Linked DNA regions of Sus scrofa: regions 1, 2 and 3 are each linked to region 4. The links are chromatin contacts, called in public HiChIP or PLAC-seq maps. All regions are on one chromosome and are shown on one strand. Each heading gives the region's core, a stretch centred on a gene start, on an enhancer-like site or on the middle of the called end of the contact. The rest is flanking DNA. Distances are from core to core; before and after follow the strand shown.

What was found. HiChIP or PLAC-seq counts read pairs in DNA pulled down with a chosen protein or histone mark.
Region 1: an H3K27ac HiChIP or PLAC-seq map of alveolar macrophages shows a contact between it and region 4. The contact joins the promoter of ARFRP1 here to the promoter of TPD52L2 in region 4. A contact is called at or near these places in 2 of 5 promoter capture datasets (fetal liver and liver), 5 of 47 Hi-C or Micro-C datasets (blood, embryonic fibroblasts, liver and 1 more) and 2 of 2 datasets of contacts at active chromatin or transcription factors (alveolar macrophages and skeletal muscle).
Region 2: a contact with region 4 is called in an H3K27ac HiChIP or PLAC-seq map of alveolar macrophages. The contact joins the promoter of PRPF6 here to the promoter of TPD52L2 in region 4. A contact is called at or near these places in 1 of 5 promoter capture datasets (liver), 4 of 47 Hi-C or Micro-C datasets (blood, heart right ventricle, liver and 1 more) and 1 of 2 datasets of contacts at active chromatin or transcription factors (alveolar macrophages).
Region 3: an H3K27ac HiChIP or PLAC-seq map of alveolar macrophages shows a contact between it and region 4. The contact joins the promoter of RTEL1 here to the promoter of TPD52L2 in region 4. A contact is called at or near these places in 4 of 47 Hi-C or Micro-C datasets (embryonic fibroblasts, heart right ventricle, mesenteric adipose tissue and 1 more) and 2 of 2 datasets of contacts at active chromatin or transcription factors (alveolar macrophages and skeletal muscle).

The regions. Positions count from the first base shown.
Region 1 is chr17:62,640,553-62,644,643 of Sscrofa11.1, forward strand. It overlaps ARFRP1 (ADP-ribosylation factor-related protein 1), which reads right to left and starts at 1,933. Exons shown (of 8, transcript XM_021078377.1): 1 at 1,788-1,933; 2 at 1,343-1,436; 3 at 1,001-1,088; 4 at 748-830. The coding sequence starts at 1,435. ZGPAT (zinc finger CCCH-type with G patch domain-containing protein) reads left to right here and starts at 436. Exons shown (of 7, transcript XM_021078374.1): 1 at 436-531; 2 at 2,440-3,110. The coding sequence starts at 2,527.
Region 2 is chr17:62,812,888-62,816,955 of Sscrofa11.1, forward strand. It overlaps PRPF6 (pre-mRNA-processing factor 6), which reads left to right and starts at 2,622. Exons shown (of 21, transcript XM_021077613.1): 1 at 2,622-2,857. The coding sequence starts at 2,787. It overlaps SAMD10 (sterile alpha motif domain-containing protein 10), which reads right to left and starts at 1,106. Exons shown (of 5, transcript XM_021077668.1): 1 at 920-1,106. The coding sequence starts at 1,010.
Region 3 is chr17:62,610,475-62,614,668 of Sscrofa11.1, forward strand. RTEL1 (regulator of telomere elongation helicase 1) reads left to right here and starts at 1,679. Exons shown (of 38, transcript XM_021078364.1): 1 at 1,679-1,840; 2 at 2,233-2,503; 3 at 3,239-3,434; 4 at 3,675-3,768; 5 at 4,100-4,181. The coding sequence starts at 2,402.
Region 4 is chr17:62,732,246-62,736,770 of Sscrofa11.1, forward strand. It overlaps TPD52L2 (tumor protein D54), which reads left to right and starts at 1,320. Exons shown (of 8, transcript XM_021077604.1): 1 at 1,320-1,480. The coding sequence starts at 1,462.

The DNA.
Region 1 (4,091 bases), core at 683-3,182, 91 kb before region 4:
CCCACTTAAATGGCCTCAGAGGACCTGTCAGTGACGTTCTGACCACGAGACAGAAACCGCCCACTTGGATGGAAGGCAGGCTAGGGAGGACACCTTTGGGGGACGAGGAAAAAGTGACTGGGCACCTGCTGCGAGCGTCAAACCAGAAATCAGGTCCTGAGCACCCGGCCACCAGCCAGTGTTGGGATGGGCGCGTCTGCGCCCCAGCACTGGGCTGCGCCACACCCTGGGTGGGCGTCCCCTGGGCGGGGCTGAGGGAAGAGGCCCATTCTGTCCTCTCTGCTGGACCCACTGACTTGGCCTTGGGCTGTGTGGGGAGGAGAGCCCCATGTGGAGGTCGGAGGAAGGACTCAGACCTCCATCAAAAGCGGAGGTGGCTGCTGTGGGCCTTGGAGGACACGTCCCCTGCGGGAGCACAGGTCCTGAGCCGGAACACATGGCAACTCAGGCCCCGGCGCTGAGGCCGAGCACCACACTGGCGCTGTGTCTTCCCCACGTCTGCCCCTCGGCCATCCTCTGTTTCGTCCTGTGGTGAGTAGCCATAACATCGCTAAGCCTGGAACCCAGCATGTCCCTGTTCTTGGGACAGCGCCCTGGGCACTGGGACAGCACAGGGCGGCTCAGGAGCCAAGCTGCTGACCGCAAGGAGAGAAGGTGAGCCCAGGAAAGGCAGGGAGAGACCAAGGTGGCCCGGGAGGGACGGTGCGAGAGGCAGGCCGGGAGCCTGTGTGGCCACCCCCCTCTTACCTTGTCCCACAAAGACTGCAGCTCTTCCTGCCCCCCTAGGTCCCAGAACATGAGGCGAGCCTTGCCCACGTCCACTGTGCCGACTGGGCGAGAAGAAAACAGGAGAGGCTGTGGCCTTGGTCCCTGACACCCCACCTCCCAGCCCTCCTGGGGAGGGGCTCTCTGGTGCTCTGCCTGCCTGCAGGCCTGTGGCCATCACAGCACCCTCAGGGGTCTGCCCGCCAAGCCCGCAGCCCTCAAGAAACCCCCTTACTGTTTAGACCCACGGTGGTGGTGATTTTGGACAGACTCATCCCCTTGTAGTTCTTGTTGAAGCGGGTTTTTGACTGCTCCAAGAAGGTCTGCGGGGAGAGGGAGAGAGAGGCAGGAGAGAGGAGCTGGAATGGTTTTCCGGCCTGTTTCTCAAGTTTCCCTCCTTGGGCCTATTCCTTTAAGACAAAGCAAAACAGCACACCGTTTTGCTATCAAGGCAGCCGGTGCCAGCCGTCCCCCGGTCTTAGAGGGGGCTGGGATCTTTGGACAACACGCAGCTAAATGCGTGATACCAAAAGTACCACGTTCGGGGCGGGGGGCGCGGGGCGCTGACGGCACGTACCGTTTTCCCGGCATTGTCCAGACCCAGGATCAGGATGCAGTACTCGTCCTTTTGAAACATGTACTTATACAGGCCGGACAGCAGCGTGTACATCCTGCGCGGAGACCAGCGATCGGTCACCGGCGATCCGACCCGCACCCCGCCTCCCCGAGCGGCAGAAGGGTCTGTCGGCCTGCTGTCCGCTCAGACCTGGAGCCCCGGGCCCTGCCGACCCGCCTCCTCTCTGCCCGGCACTGCCGCCGGCGCCTCCGCAGCTGCTCCCGACCCGGCCGGCGCTGCCGGCACCCTCGCTCCCACGTCCGGCCTCCCTCCGGGCTTCGCTCCGCCCAGGTCTCCTCGACGGCCCTGGGCCAAGACGGCCGCAGGCGCCCCTCAGAGGAGGGCGCGTGGGGGCGGGCGGCGGCCCCGAGTGGCCGTGCGGCTCCGCCCGCCCGCCCCGGCCTACCTGCGCCCGCCCGCCCGCTCGCCCGGGCCGCGAAGCCGGGGAGACGCCGGAGTGGGGGAGCCGCCAGGGCACCGGAGCTGCGGCGCCTGACCCTCCGACCCCGCGCCGACCCCGCGGTGACCCCGCGCGACGCCCGACGGGACGCGGGCCGGCCACTCGGGGAGGGGCGGAACCGTCCCGGCGGCCCCCGCGCCAAGCACTTCCGGCGGTGGCGGCGCGAGGGCGGAAGTGCCTGTCGGCTGCGAGGGCGGAAGCGGGGCGCGGGGCCGCTGGGGCCGCCGAGGCCGCCGGGCCGTCTGTGGCGGCGGCCGGGAGACCGTGCGGAGGAGGGCCCGGCCGGAGCGAGAGGGTCTGGGGCGTGGCGAGGTGACGGGCTGAGCCGGGGCGGGGGTGCGCGGGGCGTGGGCCGGGGCACCCGGCTGAGGCGCGGAGACCTCGGAAGAGCCTACGGCAGCGCCCCGGGGCGCCTGAGAAGGGAGCTGCGGCTGTGGGGCCAAGGCCGAGAGCCGGCTCTGGCTCGCCGGATCGGAGCTGGAAACCTCTCTTGGCCCAGACGGGAGGGGGGCAGCTCACGGTTCCGCGGGCTGTCCGCCCAGGGCCAGCCTCGCAGCGGTGGCCCGTCCCAGGCTCATTTGGCTTCTCTTCCCCGCAGCTGTGGCCCCCACGCCTCCCCTGGGAGGACCCAGAACACCCACCCCAACCCCGCGGCCTGGCCGAACAACCAGCCCCTCCTGGCAGGATGGACGAGGAGAGCCTGCAGGCCGCCCTCCGGACTTATGACGCGCAGTTGCGGCAGGTGGAACTGGCCCTGGGCGCCGGCCTGGATCCCTCGGAGCTGGCGGACCTGCGCCAGCTGCAGGGGGACCTGAAGGAGCTGATCGAGCTCACAGAGGCCAGCCTGGTGTCCGTCAGGAAGAGCAAGCTGCTGGCCACGCTGGACGGAGAGCACCCAGCCCCGGAAGATGCGGAGTACGTGGCTTTCCAGAAGGCCATCGCCGAGGTGGTGGAGGTGCCAGCAGCGCCCCGGGCCGAATTGGAGACTGTTCCTAAGGACGAGGCAGGGCCAGACCCCTCGGAGCCTGGAGAGGAGGAAGAGGGGGAGGACGAGGAAGACGCGGCCGAGCTGAGTGGGAGGAAGGTGAACGCCCCCTACTACAGCCCGTGGGGCACCCTGGAGTATCACAACGCCATGATCGTGGGCACAGAGCAGGCGGAGGACGGCGCCCCGGGCGTGAGAGTGCTCTATCTGTATCCCACTCACAAGTCCCTGAAGCCCTGCCCCTTCTTCCTGGAGGGGAAGTGCCGTTTCCAGGAGAACTGCAGGTAAAGCCTTGCCTCCCCCTGCGGCCTCTGGGGTTGCGGCCTCTGGGGTGGGGGGCTTGCGCTCAGGGTTGGGGTTGGCCCGCTGTGTTTTGGAGTTTTGTCCTTCGTCGCCCAGCAGGGTGCTGAGAAGAAGAGCTCTTTGGGGGCCAGGGGGTTCTTGCAGCAGATGCTCTCCTCCAGCTGTTTGCTCGGATTTTCGGGGTACATCAGGAGGTGCGGATGATGAAAAGAATGGGGCCCCCCCCCCCCCCCCCCCCGGCACTAGTTTTTATTCTTCAAAGGGAGACTTCTGAAGATTGTTTATGTTATGGGAATTGTCAAGCATCCAGGACATTGAAGGAGGTAGAACAACCGTCCACCCCCCCACTTCTGGGGTTTTGTGGACTGTCAGTATTTTGCCAATCTTGTTTCACCTGTTCCTAGACTTTTAAAGCAGATTGTAGAGGAGTTCCGTCGTGGCGCAGTGGTTAACGAATCCGACTAGGAAGCATGAGGCTGCAGGTTCGATCCCTGGCCTTGCTCACTGGGTTTAGGATCTGGCGTTGCCGTGAGCTGTGGTGTAGGTCACAGACGCGCCTCGGATCCCCCGTTGCTGTGGCTCTGGCGTAGGCTGGTGGCTACAGCTCCGATTCGACCCCTAGCCTGGGAACCTCCATATGCTGCGGGGAGCGGCCCTAGAAAAGGCAAAAAGACAAAAAAAAAAAAAAAAAAAAAAAAGCAAATTGTGGAACTTACCGGGGTTTTCATGTCCGTGTTCTTCAGGATGCACTCATCTCACTGCTGAAGGCCTTCTAAGGACGTAAGAAAGTGTCATTGTCACGCCTACCAAGCTTAAGACAATAACGTTTTCACACCCCAGTCTCCTCAGTCGCTGTGGCTATGTTGTCGTTTCTTTAAGCGTGAAACTTTTAACCTGACGCTTCACTTCATCCTTGCAAAGGAGTCACGGAGATGGCTACAAGGCAATTTCCTCTTGTGGCC
Region 2 (4,068 bases), core at 1,372-3,871, 82 kb after region 4:
ACTCAGCAGGCAGAATCAGGTTCCCAGGCCAGGGCCTTGGACCCACCCCCCGCAGCCGTAGGGAGACCTTCCCTGCTGTGGACACAACCTCTCACCCCTAGGGAGGGGAGGGTTTGGTGATGTGCCCAGGAGGTCTCATTAATGCGGGGAAACCCACGTCTTACTATTTCCCCCCACCCCCCACCCCCACTACCCCCCTTCCTCCCCATTCTTGCAACTTTCTGGTATCAGTGGCCACAGGCGACTCTAAATTTGAGGCCTGGGGTCAGAGAGAGGGTGTGGCCGCTGGAGGTGCCTTGCAGTAACTACTGTGGGGGAAGAAGACTGGCACCTCCCAGGGAACAGGGGCCTGCAGGGGTCCCAGGGCTTTGGGTCGCTGGGCCTCGCAGCGCAGGCCGGCCAGGGGCGGTAGGACTAGTGGGAGGCCTCTGCCACCTGTCCCGGGCCAGTTTGGCCCCGCCCATTTCCTGTCCGCGCCGGGGGGAGGGCTCTTCGTCCGTCCATCGGTGCGTCCCGCCTTCTAGCCCCAATGTCAGATTTCCAGTAGGAAAATGGGGAGGGGGCGCCTGAGTCCCGCTGTGGTCTCGGCCACCCCTCGGCCCCACTGCTGGGGCTGGGGAAGGTTTTCTCCGCGCAAAGGAGAAGGTGATCAAAGGGGTGCTACTCGCCTGGGGACAGGAGCCCGAGCGGGTCACCTCTCCCAAACCAAGGCGCGCTGATTCCCAAGGCCTGACTGCCCGCCCCCACCCCACCCCCGCCCCGGCACAGGACAAAGACACCCGAGACCCTGTTCGACCAGGGCGCGCCCCCCACTCCGAGTGCGGCTGCCATTCGGAGTCCGCCAGGACCCGCCCCTGTCCCTCTCGGTCCTCGAGCCCCCAGACCCCGATACTCCCGCGCCCCGGTCCAGCCCGCTCACCGTCCACATCCCGGCGCTCCCCGAAGCCGGCGCGCACAGCCCCGGAGCGGCCTCGCGGGGGGCTCAGCTTGGTCCTCAGCTCCGTGAACATGGGGCCCGCGGGTCCCCCGCCTGTGCACACGCCCCTCGCCGGGCGCAGGGCGGCCCGTGTGGCCGGCGGGGAACGCGCGCCGCCGCCCCGCCCCAACCGGCCCCGCGCCCGAGCCGGTCCCCGCGCCCGGCGAGTCTGCGCGGCGAGGCACCTGCCGCTGAGCCCTGAGAGCCGGGCGCGCTCCGGGAACTCGGAGGTGTGTCGGCGGCGCGCGGATCTGCGTATGCGAACGGTGCCTGCCAGGGCACGGGCCGGCAGTGCGCACCTGGGCGTGCAAGGACAAGGGACTCTGTGCACCGGCAGGAGATCCAGAGGTCTGCAGGAGCATCTGAGTCAGGGACATAAGAGTGCGTGTGTGGAGGGGAGAGGGTAGTGTACCTGCTCCGGGGAGCTTCTGTCCACTGGGGGCCAGGTCAAGGGCCAGACCTAACCCATTCTCCTATGTCAGTTTACTTATTCCTTTATTCACGTCATCTCCAGACCTCTCCAGTGGTCTCCCTGTCCAACGGGCACTCGTTTCCCCAGAGAAGTCAGTTCGACCCTTTCTTATTCCCCACAACACCGCAAACTTCTGGAGGACAGCAGGGTCTCTCCCCTCCCCTCTGGAGACCCAGAATCTGACTCAGCGTCCAGGGCGTGGTGCTGAAAGGGATTCGGCTGGGGGCAAGGAGGAGGGAGAAACTCTGAGAAGGCTGCAGCAGGCAGGAGAGCTATGTTTGCTCCAGGACCCCAGTGAGAAAGGTTAGGGTGGGCTGGGGGCTGCCTGGTCCAGCAGAAGGCTAAACATGTGGCCAGCTTTTTGCTTGCTTTGCCTAGAGCCTGAGGGCTCTCCCCAGGTGAATGTGGGGGCCAGAGGATGTCCCACAGCCACCTCAGCAAACGTGCACATGGACACACAGACATGTATGCCAAGGACGGTCATGCATATTCACCTAAAATATGAGCACAGGTGGCTTGACTTGCACCTGTGCCCACGGACACACGGAATTCACCCACATGCTGTGACCACTCATGCCCGCATACTAACTTGTCCTGGTGCATTTATTTATGCTCATCAATTAGCTCCCTAGGATCTGGGCTCCCACCCTCACCAGAAGCACCTGAATGTTCAGGGTATGGTGGGGGTGGGGGCCTGTACAGGTACCGGCGCTGCCGGATCGGGTCCAGAAATCTGAGCGCGGAGAGCCAGGGAAGCAGTCTGCACCCGGGGACACGCGATCACAACACATACACTCCGCATAAGCTCTACACAACTGGCTGGGTGTGCAGCCCCCGGAGCTGTGTTAGGCCCTGCCCCGGGGCCAGGGCGACTGGGCGGGGGGCAGGGAGGGCGGATCCGGGAGGCGGGGGACCCATAGGTCCTGCCCATACAGGCAGGTATCGGAAATGCATCGAGTACACGCAGTTAGCAGGGCCGCCCCGGCTCAAGGTTTGAGGTTCCCCCGTGTGCAGACTGCTAATCGAGGGCTAATCGAGGGTGACACCGCCCGCCCGCCCGCAGCTACACGAGCAGGCGCCCCCCGCGCATGCGCCTATCGCGTCTCGGTCTCGGAGTCAAGGAGCCGCCGGAAGCGGGCGGAAGTCGCCTTTAGGGAACTTCCGGTCGGGGCCGCCGAGGTGGGCGGGGATCTGTCGGTTCGCGCGCTCTGCTTCCGGGGCGCGGGTGACGCGGGCGCGCGAGCTCTTCCTGCGGCGGCGCTTCGGTCGTCTGTCGTCTTTGGCCTCCGGCCGCAGCCTCCGTCCTTTCCCTTCCCGGCCGTCGGCGTCACAGCCGCGATGAACAAGAAGAAGAAGCCGTTCTTGGGCATGCCCGCTCCGCTCGGCTACGTGCCCGGGCTGGGCCGGGGGTGAGGCCTGGGGCGGGCCGCGCGCTGGGGTGGAGCCCCGGGCGGGACCGTGGTCGCGTCGCGACTGCCCACACGTCTCAGTGAGGCGGCGGGTCGGGGCGGGGAGGACGAGAGCAGCGGTGGCGCAGGGTTGGCCAGGTCTTTGTGGGAAGAACGGCGTCCTGGGTTCGGACAGACCCGAGCGAGGCTGCCTCCCCAGGAGACGGGACACCGGGGCGCTCTGAGCCCGGTGTTTGTGCTGAGAGGCGGGTGGTAACGCCGTCTTGCGAGTGTGCAGTGCTTGTAGTTGAGCACCGTGGCTACTACCCCCCAGGCCAGGCATCGCCCCCCCCCAACCCCTGCCTTGAACGGGACTGATTCCCCCACCGTCCGGCCGGGGTCCTCTGTGTGCTCGCTCAGGGTTGCTCGTTCTTCCGCTGCGGTGTCGGTGGTCACAGTACTGCCTGTTCAGAGTCAGCTCTCCGCGGGCAGGGGTGGCATCTGTGAGGCTTGTGACTGGGTCCCCTAGATCAGATGACGGCCGTTTATTGCTGAGGAATTGAGCAGTTATTATCTTCTTTTGTGGTTTGATGACTGTCTTCAGTGTTGTTTTTGGGTTGCTTTTTCTTATTTCTGTGTGTATCTCTTGTAGATTTTTGGTTTGCAGTTACCGTGAAGTTTTGATATAGGAGTCTTTGTATACACAGGGTTGTTGTAAGCTGTTGGTCTCTTCATTGCCAGTGCATCCCCAGCATCCTGCCTTTGTACCCTCCTCTGCTCCCGATTTCTGGGTTTGGTGGCCTGTTTGTGTGTGGCTGACCTTCTCCCTTTCTCACGTGTTTGTCTTTGCCGGTGAGCCCCGTCACTCGTCATAGTTTTGTTTCTGGTTATGGTCTCCTTCTACCTAGAGAGGTTCCTTTAGTATTCGTTGTAAAGCTGGTTTAGTGGTGCTGAATTCTCTTAGCTTTTGCTTGCCTGTAAAGCTTTCGTTTCCTCCTTCAAATCTGAATGAGAGCCTTGCTGCGTAGAGGCTGCGGTCGGAGCTGTGTTGAAGCTAGGGAAGCTCCATGCAGGGGGGTAGCTTGCTTCCTAACGAGATGGGATGGGAGTCATGGTCTCAGGAGCATGGGTTCTGGGGGGAGACCCTGTAGAGCTTGGAGGCGGGTGGGAGGGAGAGGGAGGCCGAGCCAATGCCATGGTGCCTGGGACGGCACTGCCACCACCCGCTGAAA
Region 3 (4,194 bases), core at 429-2,928, 120 kb before region 4:
CCTAAGGGCAGTGATCTCAGGGGCTCGTGGGAAGGGCAAACATGCGAACGCCTGCCTAGGTGGTCCTGAAACGTGTGCCTGGTGGGCAGGCAGCAAGTGTGTGGCTCGTCTCCGCATCTTCTCCACGCTTCCTGCTGAGATAGACGCTCTACATATCGTCCTCTCACTGGAACAGGTGGGTGAGGGTGGATGCCAGGTGCTCCCCTAAGCAGGATCTCACACACATCAGCCTGGACACACATGTAGCAAAAAGGAACCATTGGCAGAAAAACACCCGACATTACACAGCCACAAGCCACTCTAAAGTCAGCATTACCAGATGACTGTGGGCCGTCACTGCAGCATCCATTTCTTCTGGGTGCTTTTTTGGGACATGCTGGGGTTGTCTAGATAAACCCCACACGGAACTGCGTTGGGGGAGTTCCCATAGTGGTGCCGTGGAAACAAATGCAATCTGAATCCAACTAGTATCCATGAGGACGTGGGGTCCTTCCCTGGCCTCGAGGTGAACTGTGGTGGGGGTCACAGATGCAGCTCAGATCTGGTGTAGCTGTGGCGTAGCCCGGCAGCTGCAGCTTGGATTGGACCCCTCACTTGGGAACTTACATGTGCTGCAGGTGCAGCCCTAAAAAGCAAAGCAAAACCCCCCCCCCAAAAAAAATGTGTGGAGCCCTGGAACCTCCTTGTTGACTGCCACGTTGTGCTAGGTGCTGGGGGTTCAGAGGGTCCGCCCTGAGCAATGGGAAACATTGGCTGTGAAAGCCGCTGTGCCCAGAGGACAGTAGGGAGAGGAGTCATGAGTCAGGGCCTCACAGGGTCATGAGCAAGGGGCAGCCATTTGCGAAATTTAAGTGGTGGTCAGCTCATACTCGAGTATTTTATTTTATTTATTTATTCGTTTGTTTATTTTATTTATTTTTTAATTTTATTTTATATTTTATTTTATTTTATGGCCATGGAGGTTCCCAGGCTAGGGGTCAAATGGGAGCTGCTGTGTGCCTACACCACAGCTCATGGCAATGCAGCATCCTTAACACACCCGAGCGAGGCCAGGGATTGAACCTGCATCCTCATGGACACTAGCTGAATTCATTTCTCCTGCGCCACAGTTCCCAGATTCAAGTCTTAAAAAGATCTCTGGTTATTTCGAGAAAAGGGGGGCGGGGGGGACACAGAAAAACAGTTACATGGCTTGTGCGGTCGTCTGGGTAGTTATTCGAGGGGGCTTGGCCCAGGGAACGGAGGCACGGGTGACACCGAGAGAGGAGAGGACAGAGCCCCAGGTTGCTGCCGGAGGGTGAGGAGGTGCAGGTCCCCGCACTCGGGGTCCACAGACGAGGCGGGTGGGGCCTGGAGCGCAGCGCGCTGGAAGCCGGCGGACCTTCCAGCAGGGGAGCGGTTTCCGCCCGGAGGACCGCGCGGCGGACCGGAATTGGGGGCGGAAGTTTGGTGCTTCTAGGACCACTGCACGCCTCAGCTTGCAAAGTCGGACCGGCTGCGGGTCGAAGACGAGGTCTTGGTATGTCGGCCGGACTGGATTAAATTCCTGGGGACCCCAGTGGCGGGAGGCTCCCCGCGGAGACCCTGGCACTGGCACCCGTGTCCGAGTGGCGGCTTCCGCAACTGCAACTCCCGGCATGCCCCGCGCCGCCCTCGGGTCGCGCGCGGGCGATTCTGCCGCGCTGCATTGTGGGGCGCGTAGTGCCTGGCTCTGCGCTGGCGGAGTGGGCCAGCCCCGCGGGAGAGGCCGTGGCCAAGTGCTTAGGGACGCGGGCTCATAGTCCCAGTGTCCAAGCAATACTCGGCCTAGGGACGTGGAGTGGCTTGTGGGGCGTCCCAGGTCAGAGCAGCTCGTGTGCTCTCTCGCTGCACCCGGGGCCCATCTGGGAGGGTTGGGGCGTGGCCTCGGGCCGGCTGGGCGAACAAAAGGCTGGGAGACTCGGGCGGGAGATTCGTACCCGCCTGGGCCCGGGAGGGACGCTGCTAGAACTGGCCCCTCCATCGCTGGTGGAGGTAAAGGCAGCGTTCTTGCAGGTGAAGCTGCACCTGGCCCTGGGTCCTGCCGCCTGTCCTGGAGCGGGTGGGGCGGGAGATCACGGCAGGGCTGACACCTCTCCGGGCTCCGCGTGGTAGGATGTCAGAGGCTCCCCTTCAGGCCTTTCCGTGGCAGGCGCTGCCGGGAGCACCTGGCTCCGGAAAGGCTCTCCCTAAATGGTCTTGCTGTTATTCCAGCTCTGCCACAGAGGCTTCCGTGGAGAAAAGCATCGTATCCCAGCACCGCAGGCTGTCATCGCTCACAGGGGCTGGCTGAGACCTTGAGATGCGCAGAGTGGGCTTTGCCTCACAGACCCACACAGCCTGCGTTTCAGCCAGCCTGTGTGCCCTCTGAGAATAGGCCGTCATGCCCAAGATAACCCTGAGCGGGGTGACCGTGGATTTCCCTTTCCAGCCGTACAGATGCCAAGAGGAGTACATGAGCAAGGTCTTGGAGTGTCTCCAGAAGGTGAGGCTGCACACTCGGCCTTGTACCTGGGGATGGGTCGTCCTACTTTGGCCAGGTCCTCCTGGTGAAGGTGCCCTCTGGACATGACACTCAGCCAGAAACAGGGCCTGCGTTTTAGGTGCGGTAGGAGACATACTAAACAAGTAACAAAGATAATTCTTGATGGTGATGCGTGCTGTGAAGTCAAGACCTGAGGGCACCCCGGGGGCCTCTCGGAGGATGCCCAGGCCATTTGAGGATCTGGAGGGAGTGTGCCCACAGAGGAATGCCCATCCCTCATTTGGGGAGGTCTTTAGACCTCAGGGGTGTGTAGGAAGGCGGAGGGGGTGCAGGTGGTTTTCTGCGCGGTTCCGGGCCTGCCCACGTCGAGGAGCCCTGTGTCCATGCCTCCAGTAGCTGGGAGGGCCGATGAGCCTTCGTATCTGCCCGGGTTCCCCACTCAGGCTCCCGCCTCCTGTTTGGGTAGCGCAGATGCCGGGATCCCACAGGATCAGGCTCGTGTTCTGAGACTTGACACCTATTTCGTCATCTTCCTACTCATATTCAGCTGAAAAGTCCTGTGGTCCCTCGGGTGATGCTCTGCAAAGTGTTTGCTGACGAGGGGCTGCCTTAACCTACAGCTTTTGGTTTGAGCGGCAGCCTCCTGTGACTCGGATACCCCCTGCTGGGTGGGTGGGGGTGGCGGGGCTCCGCCTGCTGTGGCGCCTCCGTGACCCTGTTCCTGACCCCATTCAGAAAGTGAACGGCGTCCTGGAGAGCCCCACCGGCACTGGGAAGACCCTGTGCCTTCTCTGCACCACGCTGGCCTGGCGGGAGCATCTCCGAGATGCCGTCTCCGCCCGCAGGATTGCCGAGCGGGTGCGTGGGGAGCTCTTTCTGGATCGCCCCCTGTCGTCCTGGGGGAACGTCGCCTCGGAAGGAGACGTCCCAGGTGATGGCTCTTTCCTGGCCCCTGTGGGCACATAGGGGAGGCCAGGGGGTGGTCGCTGCCGCCCTGGTGCAACCTGGGATCAGGGTCCCACGGCCACGTCGGGACGCTGTGGCCCCGCTGGACTCATTCCTGGTCGCGAGTTTCGGGCGTCTGGTGCTTAGCTGTCACCAGGGTCGGGTTCCCGAGGGAGAGAGAGCACTGTCTCGTGGCCGTGACCTGTCCTGCTTCCTGTGCCGGCAGCATGCCACGCGGACCTCCCGAAGATCATTTATGCCTCCAGGACCCACTCCCAGCTCACGCAGGTCATCAGCGAGCTTCGCAACACCTCCTACCGGTGGGTCCTCCTGGCCTCCGAGTCCTGGGGGTTGGGGGCTGGTTCTGCCCCAGGTCACAGGCGCAGGAGAGGTGGTGTCCCCGCCTGGGGAGGGGGAGCCCCAGAGTCGCCTCTGCCTCCTCGGACGTCCTGGTCCCGCTGCTCACCCTGGACTCTGACTCGAGTGGGCCTGGCCATGGAGGACACCCCTCCCAAGCCCAGGGCACGTTTCTGCCTCTACCACTCCCTCTGGTAGCCCAGCACTCCCAGTGCAGCCTACGTAGCTGCCCTGCTGGAGGACATGGGGCTTCTGCTCCCTAGTTCTTGGGCCCACAGCCCTGTCTTCCTCCAGGCCCAGAGTGTGCGTGCTGGGCTCCCGGGAGCAGCTGTGTATCCACCCCGAAGTGAAGAAGCAGGAGAGTAACCATATGCAGGTGGGCGTGGAGC
Region 4 (4,525 bases), core at 70-2,569:
CTAACTTCTATAGGATGGGGTTCACCCTGGAACCAGGCTTGGTAAGCAGCATGTCCATATGGGGTTACAGACACACCTGCACTGAGCACTCATTGCTTTGTTCCTGGCTCAGGGAGGCAAGAGAGAATGAGAGACGAGCCTCTGCTCACTGCCATTGTAAGGCATTCACTTCCTCACCATTTGCCCTGAATTGTATGAAGCAGGGACTGCTGGCTGTCCCCAACCCCTGGAGATGGGCCGGCCAGGCTGGGTTGAGCTAGAAACCCTGGAAAAGCTGAAAGAAGGCAGGTGGGTCAGACAAATAATTGAGCAAGACCTGGCCTTGATGCACCTGGGCCAGAGCGAGCAGAGGCAGGTACCTCAGGTACCAGGAAGTACCTCTGAGGAGAAGGCAAGCTTTGAGCTGAGTAAGAGGAATCAGCCAGGTGGAGGAAGGAATTGGCTTCCTTCCTAGGGATCAGTACATGCAGAGGGGCTTGGCTGGAAGAGTGTGCGCTGTCCAGAAGGGTCCCATTCTCAAGGGTTTGAATACCATTAAAAGATTCGTTTGCAGAGGCCATAAGTAGCCAGAGAAGGGTAGTCGTGGAACTTGTTTTAGCAGGACTAGGTTGTGTAACAGGTACACACCTCTCCTTTGAGAAGTGTGGCAAACTCTTTTCCGGCCTGCTGCAAGCAATTCAACTAGCTGAGGGATGGGCAAGTAACTCCGGCCATAGTGTCCTCATCCGTAAAGTGGAAAGGGCCTCGCCCCGCTCACCAGGTGGCTGTGAAAAGGGAATGAGAGAACAAAGGCGTGCCCGCGGCAATAGGGCGCCTCCAGCCAGGAGAGCGCAGCGGCGCCTGTGGGGCAAGAGGACAACTCATGATTACGCCTTTTTCTGCGCAATCCCCATACAATAAAAAAATCCCCACAAAAAGGACGGACAGAGAAAAAGACGGAACCCCAAAGTCAGAGGGTCGGGCCTCGGAGGGATCTCAATCGGCCCGAGTCCGGCTTGCCAGGGTACGTGAGCCGTGGCGCTCGTAGGCAGCAGCGGCAAACACCCTCGAGACCTCCGAAAGGCCTTTCTCCGGGCTCCCGTGGCGCCACGTTGCACGGTCTTCCCGACTCCCACCTTCCCCGTGCGCCTCAAGACCATTCTACCTGGGCGTCCCGCTGGTGGAGCCGGCCTCACGTCCCGGCTCCGTCTGCAGCGTCGGCCAATCAGGTTGAAGCGGGTGAACAGGGACTGAGCCAAACAACGTCCTCATTGGGCACCGCTTGTGGAGGCGGGACGAGGGCGGAGCGCCCGAAAGCGGAAGTGGGTCGTCGCGCCGCTGATTACGTAATGCCGCCGCGGCGGAGGCGGTCCTGCTGGCTGCTGTGTACGCGGCGAGCGACACCTGGTGCGGCCAGCTCGGCTCCTGCGACGCCCGCGTCCGCGGCCTCGACACTAGCTGCGGCCCGGCCGCCGCTTGAACATGGACTCCGCCGGCCAAGGTACTCGCGGGCCTGGCGCCCCCGCCGCCGATGGGCCCGGTGTGGCGTGGCAGGCTCTGGTCCCCTCCTCCCGCGCTCGCTCACCCGCGGCTCCTCCTGAGCTCCAGGCGCCCGGCCTCGAAGCTCCAGGCGGGCCTTCCGCCCCCGACAGGGACCGCTCCGAACACTGTTTTCCCGGCGCCCTCCCCTCGCCCCAGAGTGTTGGGTTTCCTCACTCCAGGCACCTATCGCCATGCCCCCGCCCTGCCTTGCCCGGCGGGCCGCCCTCAGTCCCTGCGCAGGGCCCTCGGGGACACTTCATCCGGCCCTGGAGCCGGGCCGAGGTGTCGTGGGCGGCTCCTGGAGAGGGGAAGGGAAGGGAGGCCGTCCTCGGGTTCGGCGTAGCGCCCCTTGGGTGGCAACGCTGCGCGGAGCCCAGCCTACCTCGGGGTTGTCTCAAGCGGGGAAGGGTGCAGTGAGTCAGGGGCACACCCAGCATACCAGGCCTGTTTCCGGATCAGACATCCCAGACCAGTTTGAGCTGGCCGCTGGGGGTGTGGAGCGGGCCCAGGAGATAAAAATCTAGCGGAGGTTATAGGAGTCTGTCTTCCATCCATCCTGGGACTCTGGAGAGAGACGCCTGTATCCCGTTGGCATAACTACACTGTGTAATCGTAGGATGCTTTTCTGCTGTTTGGCCTGTATCAGCATGGTAATTAAACATTAACATTCCTGGATTCCGATAGATTCTGTAAGTTTTTAAACTTTTTTTTTTTTTTTTTTTTTTTTTTTTTTTTTGCTTTTTGTCTTTTTGCCTTTTCTAGGGCCGCTCCGTGGCATGTGGAGGTTCCCAGGCCAGGGGTCTAATTGGAGCTGTAACCACCGGCCAGAGCCTGAGCCAGAGCCACAGCAACTCGGGATCCGAGCCTCGTCTGCGACCTACACCACAGTTCACTGCAACGCCTTAACCCACTGAGCAAGGCCAGGGATCGAACCCACAACCTCGTTAACCACTGCGCCACGACGGGAACTCCTCCAGTTTTAGCTTTATAGGCAGAAACTGAGGGCTTTCATTTGTTTTTTTAAAACAGGAAAATTGTAGACATTGTAAGGCATTTCCTGAATTTTAGTAGGTTCAGTATAACAGATACAGATGATGAAATAAAACCATTTAGGTTAAGGAGTTATGTCACAGCACAGTGGAAACGAATCCGACTAGGAACCACGAGGTTGCGTGTTCGATCCCTGGCCTTGCTCGGTGGGTTAAGGATCCGGCATTGCCATGAGCTGTGGTATAGGTTGCCGGACGTGGTTCAGATCTCATGTTGCTTTGGCTGTGGTGTAGACCAGCAGCTGTAGCTCCCTTTGGACCCCTAGACTGGGAACCTCCATATGCCGCAAGTGCAGCCCTAAAGAGCAAAGAAAAATAAAAAAATTAGGTTGATCTCAGTTAAAAGTCAGAAGCTGGGAGTTCCCATTGTGGCTCAGCAGGTTAAGAATCTGACTAGTATTCATGAAGGGGCAGGTTTGATCCCTGGCCTCACTCAGTGGATTAAGGATCCAACATTGCTGAAGCTGCCGCTTGGATCTGGCATTGCTGTGTCTGTAGTGTAGGTTGGTGGCTGTGGCTCTGATTCAACCCCTAGCCTGGGAGCTTCCATATGCCACCCTAAAAAGAAAAAAAAAAAATCAGAATCAGTTGATTACAAAAATAAAAAGGTATTCCCACTATGGCACAGCGTGTTAGCAGTCCAGCACTGTCTCTGAAGTGGTTCAGGTCACTGCTGAGGTGCAGGTTTAATCTCCAGCCCAGCGTAGTGGGTTAAAGATCTGGTGTGGCTGCAGCTGTGGGCATATGTTGCAGCTACAGCTTGGGTTCAGTCCCACCCCGGGAACTTCATATGCCTTGAGCGCTGCTGGGAAAAGGGGGTGGGGTGGGGAAAGCAGCCTGTTTCCTGGAGTGAACGTCTGTAGTGCACCACGGAAGAGCAGGGGGCCACGGGAAAGGAGTGACACAGCCAACTGGGGTTTCAAGTGCAACCTACCTATTTTTAGCAGACTCTAAGATTTCTAGGGTACCAAAGATCCTCCCATCAAAGGCGCTTCTGCTTCTTCCCAGCCTTATGCCTTTTGTTTTTTAATTCTTTTATTTTTGCGGTATATGGAAATTCCTGGGCCAGGGGTCAAATCAGAGCTGTTAGCTGCCGGCCTACACCACCGCCACAGCAACACCGGATCCTTAATCCACTGAGGAAGGCCAGGGATTGAACCTGTGCTCTCACAGAGACAGAGTCAGATTCTTAATTCACGGAGCTACAACGGGAACTCCTGTGCCTTTTGTTTTAATTTACTGTGCAACGTGCCAGACACCACACGGAGCCCGTTTCTTCACAGGATGTGCTGATGAAAGGGAAGCTGTTTTCAGTGCTGACAGTGTTTAAAGCTCAAAACAAAGGTCGTGCATTTGGACTTGCGAAGAACCGTGGTGGACCCATTTTTCATCGTCTGACGTCTTGTCAGCTTCTAACATAGACAGAAAGATGCTTTTTTCGTGGAAAAAAAAACCCGACCGCAGGCACTGGACTGTGGCCAGGAGGACCAGGGCGTGGGGAGGCCGTTGTCTCTGCACCTCGCTGGTGCCGCAGCCTCCTGGCCGCGGGGGGGGCGGGGGGGGCACTGAGGGGATTTCGCTGAGCTGACCGCCTGCTGGGGCTGGACAGGGGGCTGGGCGACTGCCTACGTGCAGCCCTAGCCTGTGTTCAGGCAGAGCTGTGGACGGCAGGTGGTGCTTGTTGTGTCTGCAGCTGTATGAAGTTTCTTCACTCCGAAAAGTGGAAGCTCTGTTAGACGCAGCTGCTTCGTTTGTAGCAAAAGTTTCTTGACTGTGCGGGTCATATTCCTGCAAGGAGGCACCAGATTTCGAGAACGGCTGCCCTGTGCCCAGGATTGCAGAACCTGAAGTCGCTTCTTGGGTGGCCTCAGTCTGGTGGCCCAGAGTACCTTCGCCGAACCTTCCGGGGGGGGGCATTGTCCCCATGGGTCCCCCTTTCCCCCAAGCTGCCCTTT